Regions from separate parts of the Mus musculus genome. Here regions 1, 2 and 3 are each linked to region 4. A link is a contact called in public HiChIP or PLAC-seq and promoter capture Hi-C data. All regions are on one chromosome and are shown on one strand. The core of a region is the stretch at or near the end of the contact, and the rest is flanking DNA. Distances in the headings are between cores, read along the strand shown. Region 1 holds the start of Dpp9 (dipeptidylpeptidase 9). Region 2 holds the start of Kdm4b (lysine (K)-specific demethylase 4B). Region 3 holds the start of Fem1a (fem 1 homolog a). Region 4 holds the start of Alkbh7 (alkB homolog 7).

Region 1 (2,700 bases), core at 152-2,651, 780 kb after region 4:
TCAAGCAGATGCTGGGGCTTAGGCTCAGTCCCAATCCCCAGCTTCTCATTAACCAGGCATGGTGGTGTACAGTCACCCCAGCACTGGGGAGGAAGAGGCAGGAGTTCAAGATAAATTTTAGCTACATGAGACTCTTCCCCAAAATGGGTGTGAAAAGAAAGGGGTCAGGAGAGAGAAGAGGATGGCTGGAACTGGGGAAGACCAGGAGAGCCGCCAGGCCCTCAGCCACGTCCTGTAATTGTGTAACAAATGGTGTCTCCAGGGAGGGTTCCTGGAAAGGGAACAGGGTTGCAACATCATGTTAAAAATGTAGCTCTCAGGATTTCCGGTCAAAAAGTTAACTAGCTAGGAAGCTAAGTGGGGACACTTCAACAACAATGGAGGATGCTCACTAAATGTCACTCACCAAACAATGGATGCCCTTCTGCAGGAACCCTGTTAGGATAACTTTTGGGGAGTGTGTCTTTATTTACAAAAGCTCTTTAGAGGCTTGAGAGAGGTGGCTCTGCGAGGAGGGGAGTCCATGTCCCAGCACTCATGTGGCCTTAACTCCAGTTACAAGAAATCCATTGTGGGTCTGGAGAGATGGCTCAGTGGTTAAGAGCACTGACTGCTCTTCTGAAGGTCCTGAGTTCAAATCCCAGCAACCACATGGTGGCTCACAACCACCTTTAATGAGATCTGACGCCCTCGAATCTGAAGACTGCTACAGTGTACTTAGGTGTACTTAGATATAATAATAAATTTAAAAAAATTAAAAGGAAAGAAACCCATTGTCCTCTTCTGTCACACTCGCGTGGCTCAGACACAATGCACAGATAAGAAGTAAAACATGAGCCGGGCGTGGTGGCGCACACCTTTAATGCAGAGGCAGGTGGCAGAGGCAGGCGGATTTCTGAGTTCGAGGCCAGCCTGGTCTACAGAGTGAGTTCCAGGACAGCCAGGGCTATACTGAGAAACCCCGTCTCGAAAAACAAAAAACAAAGTAAAACATGGTGTGGGCGAGATCTAGACAGAGCAGGCAGATCTTAGAGTTCAAAGCTAGCCTGATTAAGTGGAGAGTTTCCGAGCGCTGGGATGAGCGGCGTAAGCAATCTGGGACTAGAACCCGGGGCCACCTTTTGGAAGGCAGCTTTCCTAACCACTATTCTACCAATATCTCAGCTTTCTTAGATATTTTTAATAGGTCACTGCAGGGTCGAGCTGGCCAGCAGAACTGGAGCAGGGGTGTCCATCCCGCAGTCCTCTCCCAGACAGCAAGGGGCCACCAGCCTTGCCTTCAGCCCTAAGACGCTCCTGAGCATTGTCCCCTAGAGTTTCACGGACGTTGGTTCTGCCCTGACGTTACCCAATCAAAAGCCTCTGCTTCTGCAGCTCAACTTCCGGGTCAAAGGAGGCGCAGCTGGCGGGTCCCCCCGGTGTCCGCCGCCTTCGCTGTCCCCCCGCGCCCGCCACTTCCGGGCCCTCGTCTTGGGCATGGAGCGTCGCGTGTGAGGCGCCGCCGGCCCCGGGGACGCCCTGCTCAGCTTGTCCTCCGCGCCACGCTCGGGTGAGCAGCGTCCGGCCCCGGCTCGCCGCCTCCCGCCCCGGCCGGCGCCGTCCGCCCGCCTCGGCGCCGCGCGCCCTGTCCTCGTCGTCCCCGCCGCTCTGGTCGCCGCGCTTCGCCGGTTCCGGGCCGCGCCCAAGAGCTGCTGCCGCACCGCTGCGGAGACGCAGCCGCCAGCTTCATCGCAGAGCGCGGCTCAGCCCGGCGTCCGCGCAGCCTCCGCCAGCCTCCGCCAGCCTCGTCTCTGCCAAACCCTCCCTCCCGGCCTCATCCTTCCCAACCTGATCCCCTCAAGCCTCATCCTCTTCCATCTTGATCTTCTAAAGCCGGATCCCCGCAAGCCTGATTCCCCTCCCAGCTTGATCCCTCAAGCCTGATCCCCAAAACTTGATCCGTCCAACTTGTTCCCTCAAGGCCTGATAGTCCAGGTTGACCCTCCTCTCAAACCTGAAATCCTAAAGCTTCATACCCCAAAGCTTGAAACCCGCAGCATGAACCTCTCCAAATGACCCTACCAGCCTGACTCTTCCAAGACTGGTCACTCCCCAAGCCTGATCCTTCACTCAGCCCTTATCCTCTGCCTCAGTTTCCACATTGTCGCATGCCAAGCTTGATACCCTCCCAGACTAAAATCATATCCTCTGTCTCATCCCTTTCCTCCCCGGATTAGCTTGAACCCCCTCAGCTTCCAGCATTCATTCCCTGCATCTTGAGCCCCACCCTTAGGATCTCGGCCTTAGGCCCATCCATCCCCTCCCCATCCACGATTTTGCCCAGCCTTTGACCTCAGCGGCCTTTTTGCTGCCTGTTACCCAGGCTCCCTCGGGAGCCCCCAGGGCAATCACCAACCTGCTTTCGAAGAGTTGGGACTGGTGCCCAGGAGGTGTGGACCACAGTCGCCAGTTCCCTGCTGGGTCCCAGGGAGACCGCACACTGAGGGACACGTCTCTTCCAAGTACAACCCAGGGCATGTTGGCAGCCCCGAGGGGCTGGGAGGCTCAGTTAGAGTCGAACCAGGTAGATAGGGTTAGGCACAGGCGGAGACTCCCGCCCGCATGGAAAGTGAGTGAGAAGAAGCCACACACATCACCGGCCCCTCCATCTTCACCGGCCCCTTCATCCTCACTGGTTCCCCAGTTCACACCAACCACTCC
Region 2 (2,700 bases), core at 51-2,550, 670 kb after region 4:
TCCTCAGCGCCTATGAAGGTGCTGGCACCAGGCTGCAGGCTGAGCAAATCCCACTTGGTTACAGGGAAAGATACACTCTTTCTTTTTGCTTTTTGAAACATACCGGATCCATCCTCTCCATAGTTGAAAAAAACTAGCAACTACTCCGGCAAGACACTTCCCCAGGTGTTAATTATTAAAGCGATGCCATCCTCCGCCCCGCCCCCCCCCCTTTCAGACAGATGGGACAAGGAACCGCGATGCCCGAACCGTAATGGCCAAACCGCACCAGTTACAGCATCAAATCTGCAAACCTGGAATCCCTTATACTCTCAGCTGGCTGACCGAAACCCCTAACAGAACCCCCAAAACCCCCCAGGATATGGCAGTAGGAAAGCCACCCCCAGCTGTCCCCAGCTTTGCCAAGCTTCCCTGTCTGCCGGGATGCCCTGGACTAGTGTGCACGCGGAAAACTGCACATTTCATGGCTTACAGAAAGAAGGGAGCTGGAAAGCAAAGAGACCAGGGTACAGAAGCGAGGTGGAAAGGCTGCCATTGCAATAGCAGATACGTGTACTATTTATTTTCATTTTTAAAATGCAGATTATATGGTGATTTACAGATTCTGGACATGCGGGGGTCAAGTTTGCAAGGCCATGATGGGTGAGTGTTTGGAGGGGACAGCTCCAAACCAAAGGGAACCAAAATGCAAGCGGCGGGGAGCAGGGACTTGGAGTGGGTTTTTTATTTTTAAGGATTTGGGGTTGTTGAAGGGATGGCTGGACCGGGCCACCCACGCTGTCATCTTTTGTGCCCTGGAAAGGGGACGCGGCGCCCCGCCCCCGCCCCGCCTTTGTCCGGCCCCATCGTCAACCCCCCCCACCCACCCCCAAAAAAACACACCCTCCTTTCCCAGGCACACAATCGTTTTGTCGATCAACAAACAGCAGCTTCGCCCGAACGGACAAAAGCGCGGCGTACTCCGCCGCCCTGAGGAGCCGAGTAGGCCGCAGCCAAAGCCTCGGCCTGGAGTGCGCGCGGCGGCCCAAGGTGCGGCGTGGGGGCAGGCATGGCGGCCGCGCGGCCCCCCAAAGGGGCCTGGAAGCTGCTGAGCGCCGCCACGGATCGCACACTCACTCACCTGGCGCAACGCGCGGCCCGGGCCGCAGACAGCAGGCTGAGCGGCGCGTGCCCGGCCGTCTCGCGTCGCCCCCGCCGGCCCTCACTCGCTCGCCCCGGCCACTGGGCTCCGAGCTTCGCCCGGTCTCTTTGCTCCTTCGATGGTTCGCTCGCTCGCGGCCGAGCCCTCAGCAAGAGCCCGGGGCGGGGAGGCGAAGCTTCAGAGGGGCGGGGCGACGGCTCCTACTCGGCCGCCATTGGGCATTCAGCCCACGCCCGCACGCTGATTGGTGGCGGCTGACAGCTCCACCCCTCCCCTCATCAACACCGAGCGGCCCCGCCCTCCGCGACCTGGGGCGGGAGCAGGCACTCGATTTCTTCCCTTCATTGGTCCAACCCCGAGGACGTGCCGGCACCCACTCACGTGCCTAGTGACCGGCTCAGCTTTCAGTGGGTACGAAGCATGCCCGTCAAGATGCACACAGCCAATCCGGCTGCGGTCGGGTGTAGGATAGCCCCGAGCTCACGCAGATTGACAAGCGCGTTCTCAGACTTTACTGAGACAAACGCGGATTGGTGTTTGGTACCGGTCTCTGGGTGCCGAATGGTTGCGACTGAATGTCAATCGCTGTCTTGCTGCTCCAGACTCCACCCTGTGATCGGGCGGCTGCTGAGTACGTGATTTCCTGCACAACATCAGCTCTGGGTCCGGAGACAGTGGTTCGAAACCCAGTAGTTCTAGATCTAGAGTCAGAATTTGAGCCCAGCTTTGCAAAAGGCCGAACTAGGGTAAGAGGATCTCAAAAGCGTTCCATATTGCCCTCCCCAAACGTTCATGAGTTCCCTAAAACGTGCGCGACTTGGTCCACCCCACCCCCCACCTTGAACTGATAGCTGTACCCATGGAAAGCGTTGCAATAACTCAGTGGAAGAGGATTCAATTATCTACTTCTCAAAATGTCCTAGGTCCTACTCTCTAGCTCAGCGTATTGCAAATTGGAGGCCTGGGCACCCAAATTCCAGCTACAGGTGTCCAAGCCCCTGCTCCACACAATTGTTTCCATCTCTTCATTGTGCGATGTGAAGGGAACAGCATCACCACACCAGTCACCCTGCACTCAAGAGCATTTAGTTAAGGTCTGATATCATCCCCATCAATATGCATTTATAATTTTAAATTTTTATTATTTTGTATATATGTGTGGTATATACCTCTACAGGTCAGAGGGCAACTCTGGAGTTTGTCATCTGGGTTGTTAGGCTTCACTGCAAGCTCTTTTATCCAGAGCCTGCTTTGCAAACTACCATTACGGCTTCTATACTTGAGCAAGCAGAGGTGACAACATTCCTGTTTTATGGGGTAGACTAGAAATCCTTCTACTTTAATATCTAACATCTGGAAAGTACCCTCCTTAGAGCAGGTTCTTTGTGCACCCAAGATATTTGTTCTACCCCCCTAGTCTGTTGCTAATTCACTAACTCTCAAGGTTACACATAAATTATTCCAAGCTAGACGAGTCTTGAATTGTTTCCATTGCTCTTCATTGTGCAATGTAAAGAGAACAGCCATCACCCACGCCAGTCACCATGTACTCAGAATTT
Region 3 (2,700 bases), core at 187-2,686, 740 kb after region 4:
CAGGTTGCCCTTGGCCGAGCGGTCCTGCAGCACGTAGGAGAAGAGCTCTGCAAACGACAGGAAGCTGCTGGCGGTCATGGGGCTCAGGGGCTCCAAGTTGTTTTGTTGCATGTCCAAGGCATACTTCCACAGACGGATACAGCGCTCGAAATTCCCGGAGTCCGCATAGACAGCACCCCGGTACCGTATGTAGTATGAAGTGTCAGGATGTGAGGGGCCCAAGATTCTCTCCCGTATCAGCAGCGCCTGCATCCGCATTTCATCAGGATCTGTAATGAGGGCTTCCAACTCTTGGGGTGTAGTCACCTCCCTGGAATAGTCATAGGCCAGAACCAGTTGCTGGGGCTCCGGCTTAGGGAGGTAGCCTCCACCCTGGTGACGGAGTTCCATCGCCCTTCTCCAGTGCTTCAGGGCTCCAAGCAGATCCCTTTTCTTATCCACGTAGGTGGCACCCAGCAGCTCCAAAGCTTCCACAGCTGCTTCCCGGCTGGTAGGGCAGCAGCTCTCATACGGTTCTGCTTCTTCTGGGGTGGAGCAGTGGTTTCCTGCCACCTGGGAGGAGCCTTCCCCGGGAAGCTCTGTCCCTGAGAGCTGCTCGTGGCCCGGCTGTTCCTGGATGAGGTACTCCACGATGTTGGTGTGCCCGGTGACGCTGGCGGCCAGCAGCGGGGTCATGCCATAGCCGTCGCGCTCCATGCGCGCGTGGCAGCCCAGCAGCAGCTGTAGGATCTCCAGGCTGCCAGATTCTGCACAGTCGTGCAGGGCGGTGTTGCCCTTGGCGCTGCGCCGGTTCACCTGTGCGCCGCGCTCCAGCAGGTAGCGCGCGATCTCGCGGTGGCCCTTGTAGCAGGAGATCATAAGGCACGTGTGGCCGTGGCGATTGGCCACCTCCAGGTCCGCCTTGTGCTCGCCCACCAGGTAGCGTACCACGTCCAGGTGGCCGTCGAAGCAGGCGGCGCGCAGCGGCGTGGAGTTGGTGCGCGTGGTGCGGTTGACCGAGGCGCCTCGGCGCAGAAGGCTACGCACCACGGCCAGGTGACCCGCGGCCGACGCTGCCCAGAGCGGCGGCGCGCCCTCGATGGTCTCGCCATCGAAGTGCACGGAGCCGCTCGCCTCCACGCTGGCGCCGCAGTGGTCCACCAGATACTCCACCACGTCTAGGTGTCCACGGCGCGCTGCGATTAGCAGTGGCGTGCCACCGCCGGCCACCTCACCCAGCAGCTCCTCCAGCTCCTCACGCCCACGGCCGGCCAGCAGCTTCTGCAGCAGCGGCAGCTTGCCGTCGTGCGCCGCATTGTACACCGCTGTGTGCAGATCCATGCTGGAAGCCTCGCTGCTGGATCTAGCCGGGCCGCCGGTCGCCAGAGACAACCTTCACCTTCTCCCGGGCTGTCATCTTAGCGGGTCTCCGGGAGGAATAAAATGGCCGCCGCGAAGGGGCGAGGACAGAGTGTGCACAGGCATGCTGGGAAATGGAGTCCTATGAGCGATCGCCCGCCGAATGATACTGGAATCAGAAAAGCGAAAAAACTACATTTCCCGAAAGGGATAGGGGGGAACCGGTGACAGGACGGCAATTTCCGCCAAGCAAGGCCAATGGTTAGTGCGATCCTTGGGAAATGTGGTGACATACTTCCTGGTATTGACTCTAAGGCGGAGATTGCCGGCAGCATGTTCTCACTCAGTTCCCAAAAGGACGTCTCTCAAAAGGGTCTCAGTTTTCAATTCCTACCATGCAAGTCTATAAAGTTGTATGTGACCCTGAGTATTTGATGACATACTTCCGGTTACTGTCACTGACACAGACTCTAGACAGGGCAAGAAGTCCGAGCTTTAGCTCGAAGAATACTGGGCGAGGTACCATTGAAAGACTACAGTTCCCATCATGGAAATACACCATGTTTTGAGGGGCTCTGAGCAGCTTGGCCAGGTGATAATGTGCATTCTGTCATTCATGTCAGAATCCACAGGAAAACATGAAGTGGGGGAAAAAGGAATTCGCTTCCCACAGCGCCGTGGGGCACCCGCGAGACGAAATGTAAATAAAAAGCCTCCCTTCGTATCGGGCAAGGCTCGGCGGCCCTTGCGGACGACCCAGGGTAGCGTGGTGCTGTACTTCCGGTTTTCGAGGTCGCGCAGGCAGGAAATGAATGGGCCTCCGCCTCCTTTGCGGACTACATTTCCCAGCGGGCAACAAAGGCAACTCCCAGCCAATCCGGAGCGAGGTGGAAGGCGAAGGGCTTCTACGAAAGGCTTGCTGACCAGCAGGGGGCGCGCGCCGAGTGTAAGATCTTGAGCTGGCAGCGCACCCCAACTCGCCTTTAGCTATTTGCAGAAATGTTAGGCAGTCTCGATTTTCACGTTAGCTTTTCTTTTTCTTTCTTTCTTCTTTTTTTAAGGAGCCACATGCGGGGCTAGAGAGATGGCTCAGTGGTCAAGAGCACTGACTACTTATCCAAAGGACTCTGGTTCAATTCCCAGCACCCACATGGTAGCTCCCAACTGGTCTGTAATTCCAGTTCAAGGGATCTTACACTAATGCACATAAAATAAAATTAAATAAATAAAAAATTTAAAGGCCACATGCTTTCCCTCCATCCGCCAAGGCCAGCAGAGGGCGTCGGGATCTTTGCCGCTGGAGTTACTGGTGGTGTGCGCATCCCTATGGTTGAGAGTCACAGCTGAACCACTGCTCCAGTT
Region 4 (2,700 bases), core at 57-2,556:
ATATTGGGGTGTCAGGCTTAGTTCTGCCCCCCTGTCCACCGACAACCTAGCTAGGAGTTCTGATGGAATGCCTTCTGCCCACCTTGACACTGTCAACATGAGGCTTGATGTAGCCCCGAGGTTCCAGGTCCAACACATGTACTGGGGATAGCAGGCTCTGGTCAGGACCAAATGCAGCCGCCCGAACCCGCTGCAGGATGACCTGGCTTGCATCAGACCAGCAGGATTTCTCTGTCTCCCTGAAGCCATGGATGGCCTGAATAGAGAGCTCAAGTCATAACTGGGAACTCCCAGGACAGGAAAATGAGGTACCGAGGGGTGCAGTACAGGGCAGGCAGTCTTTCCAACTTTAGCTCATTATCAGTGAGGTTTCAACCACGCATCTGGTCTTCACGTTTCGTTTCCCAGTGGTCCCTGGTGCTGGCCACCCTAATATTCAGTATCTCGGTCTCCTGTCTCTATTTGATCCCACTCAAGTCCCTAGTGAAACTCCCAACTGCTGGCACTCCCTCTCCCAAGTCTGCTTTTTATTTCTAATCTTGTCACCAATGCCCCTGAAGTGTTCCAGAACTTCATGTCTGAAGTGACATCTTTGTCCTCACTACGCATTCCTTGGTGCCCACCAAAACCCTCCCTTCTGATTCCAGGCCCAGCCCCACACTACAGCCCCTGTTCTTAGTAAAGCCCAGCAGTGATTTGCCCCCACTGTAATACTGCGCTGCTCTGAGCTCAACGTTGCCAGTTCACCTTCTCCGGCTCTGGTCCCTTCCCCTGCTCTAAGTACCATCCACAAGCCCGCAGCAGCAGGCCTTCCCCTGGACTCAGCTCTGGCATCAAGATCAGCCCCATTCCCACAAGACCTCCTGACCAACTGTCACTCATCGAATTGCCCAGCACCCGCCATGTCCCACACCAGAGAAACTTGGTCCCACCCGAACCTACATCGGGGACTGCCCAAAACACACTGTCCCCAACCTGGCCAAGCAAGCCTAGCTCTTCACTCTACCCCTCCGAGGACCCCGCCCCCTCACTATGTCCCAGTGGGCGTCCCCTTAGCTCGCCGCTCCGCCCACTCACCGCGTCCCAGTGGTCGTACTCGTAGCGCCGGCGCCGCAGCTGGGGCTCCAGTTCGCGTGTTAGCGTGTCCTCCTCCTCCTGGCTCAGGAAGCCTGGATGCACCACGGCCTCATCACGCAGGCGGCCCAGCACGGCAGAGTCTGAGCCGCGCACCCAGGCGCACCCAGAAAGCAACCGCATCGCTAGCCTCCTGCTGCCCGCCATCTTCAGGGATTGACCACAGCAGGCTGAGCCACACCCCCGCAAGCTATTGGCTGACACCGCACCACGCCCATCAGCTACTGGCTCTATTAGCTGTGCTTTAAGTCAGTCTACCGCTTGTCCCGCCTCTCGGCCCTGAGCAAGGTCTCAAGCAGTAGGTGCAGAACTAGGGCGAACGGAGGCTGGAGGTCACGTGGGGGCAAAGCCAAGGTTAGAAGTTCAATCAGCCTAGCGCAAATTTAGCGCTTGTCAAACAGCACACCCTGGTGGAGAAAGGAGGATAACTAACTCCAAGGTCAGCCCTTGAGTTTGAGGCTAACCTGAATTTCAGATGTTGCCCACAAAATAGGACATCCAAACAAATAAGACCAAATAATACAACCCCCACCTCAAATGTTTTGTGTTAAATCTAAAAAGAGTCTACTTCCTTCCACACTAATAAACTGGGCCTAGGAAAATGGCTCAGCACTTGCTAAGAGTCTTTGGTTTGACCTCAGGACCCCCAAACATGGTGCAAGCAGAAAAAGCAACTCCTGCATTTGCGACCCTCTGACCTCCATAGGGTCATGTGGCACCTGCCTCCATCCCATAAACTGGGATCCTCTGCTTCTAGTTCTAGTAAAACTCCATAAACATGTCCTGACATTCTCTCTGGCTTCAGCTGGCTTTTGGAGCCTGCAACAAAATGCCAGGACTTTGTCACCTGGTGAGTCACCAGTGTCAGGTCTCATGGGTCTGAGGATCAACCCAAAGTTGGTGGTAGATTCTGGTAGACCCTCCACCCTAACTCTTAACTCTCTAAGGGGCCAAGCCCAGGATCGGCAGGTAAGAATGTACTCTTAAGTCCCAGCACCCACAGGGAAGCCCCAGGGGACCCAACATCCTCTTCTGGCCATGGGTACTGCACTCACCATGCACAAACCCACACATAACCAAAGATGTATGAAATCATATTTCTACCCACTGACTTTGGGGTAGTATATGGCTTAAGTCTGTTGAAGTCAGGTGTGGTGGTGTACACCTTTAATCCTAGCACTCAGGAGGTGAGGCAGGTGGGTACCTGAGTCTGAGGCTAGATTGGTTTAGTTCCAGGAGAGCCAGGGTTTGCTTACTGAAGTGGTTTGTCAAGGTGAAGGAGGCCTGCTGTCTTGGAGAAGTAATGGAAGGTGCTTCAGACATGGGACAAAGACTACAAAGATTTAATTTAAATCACAGTGTCTCAGGCAGTCTGCCCTGCTCTGAGGGCAACCTCAATCCACATCTCCTCTAGGGGTTGTTCTTGGGCCCAGCAGAGGAAGTTTCAGTCTGGTCTCCACTCCTTAGGTGCTTGTCGGGGCAGGAGGATCCGTCGGCGCTGTGGCAGTCTCCTTCTGTACCAGTTCTGGCTCATCCTCCCCGTCCTGAGGTGGGTGGACCAAGACC

Evidence for each region. HiChIP or PLAC-seq counts read pairs in DNA pulled down with a chosen protein or histone mark. Capture Hi-C pulls out chosen DNA fragments and counts their contacts.
Region 1: a contact with region 4 is called in a FOXA1 HiChIP or PLAC-seq map of pancreatic cancer cells. The contact joins the promoter of Dpp9 here to the promoter of Alkbh7 in region 4. A contact is called at or near these places in 1 of 39 promoter capture datasets (embryonic stem cells) and 1 of 115 datasets of contacts at active chromatin or transcription factors (pancreatic cancer cells).
Region 2: a promoter capture Hi-C map of liver shows a contact between it and region 4, with 2.1 times the contacts expected there. The contact joins the promoter of Kdm4b here to the promoter of Alkbh7 in region 4. A contact is called at or near these places in 1 of 39 promoter capture datasets (liver), 2 of 115 datasets of contacts at active chromatin or transcription factors (both in embryonic stem cells) and 2 of 9 other capture datasets (adipose tissue and liver).
Region 3: a FOXA1 HiChIP or PLAC-seq map of pancreatic cancer cells shows a contact between it and region 4. The contact joins the promoter of Fem1a here to the promoter of Alkbh7 in region 4. A contact is called at or near these places in 2 of 39 promoter capture datasets (hematopoietic stem and progenitor cells and liver), 1 of 484 Hi-C or Micro-C datasets (rod photoreceptor), 3 of 115 datasets of contacts at active chromatin or transcription factors (astrocytes, embryonic stem cells and pancreatic cancer cells) and 1 of 9 other capture datasets (pancreatic islet).

Annotation. Positions count from the first base shown.
Region 1 is chr17:56,217,590-56,220,289 of GRCm38.p6, reverse strand. Dpp9 (dipeptidylpeptidase 9) reads left to right here and starts at 1,401. Exons shown (of 21, transcript NM_172624.3): 1 at 1,401-1,549.
Region 2 is chr17:56,324,650-56,327,349 of GRCm38.p6, reverse strand. It overlaps Kdm4b (lysine (K)-specific demethylase 4B), which reads right to left and starts at 1,300. Exons shown (of 23, transcript NM_172132.3): 1 at 1,121-1,300.
Region 3 is chr17:56,255,529-56,258,228 of GRCm38.p6, reverse strand. It overlaps Fem1a (fem 1 homolog a), which reads right to left and starts at 1,436. Exons shown (of 1, transcript NM_010192.4): 1 at 1-1,436. The coding sequence starts at 1,320.
Region 4 is chr17:56,995,945-56,998,644 of GRCm38.p6, reverse strand. It overlaps Alkbh7 (alkB homolog 7), which reads right to left and starts at 1,306. Exons shown (of 4, transcript NM_025538.3): 1 at 1,078-1,306; 2 at 83-256. The coding sequence starts at 1,281. It overlaps Clpp (caseinolytic mitochondrial matrix peptidase proteolytic subunit), which reads right to left. Exons shown (of 6, transcript NM_017393.2): 6 at 2,274-2,700. The coding sequence ends at 2,598.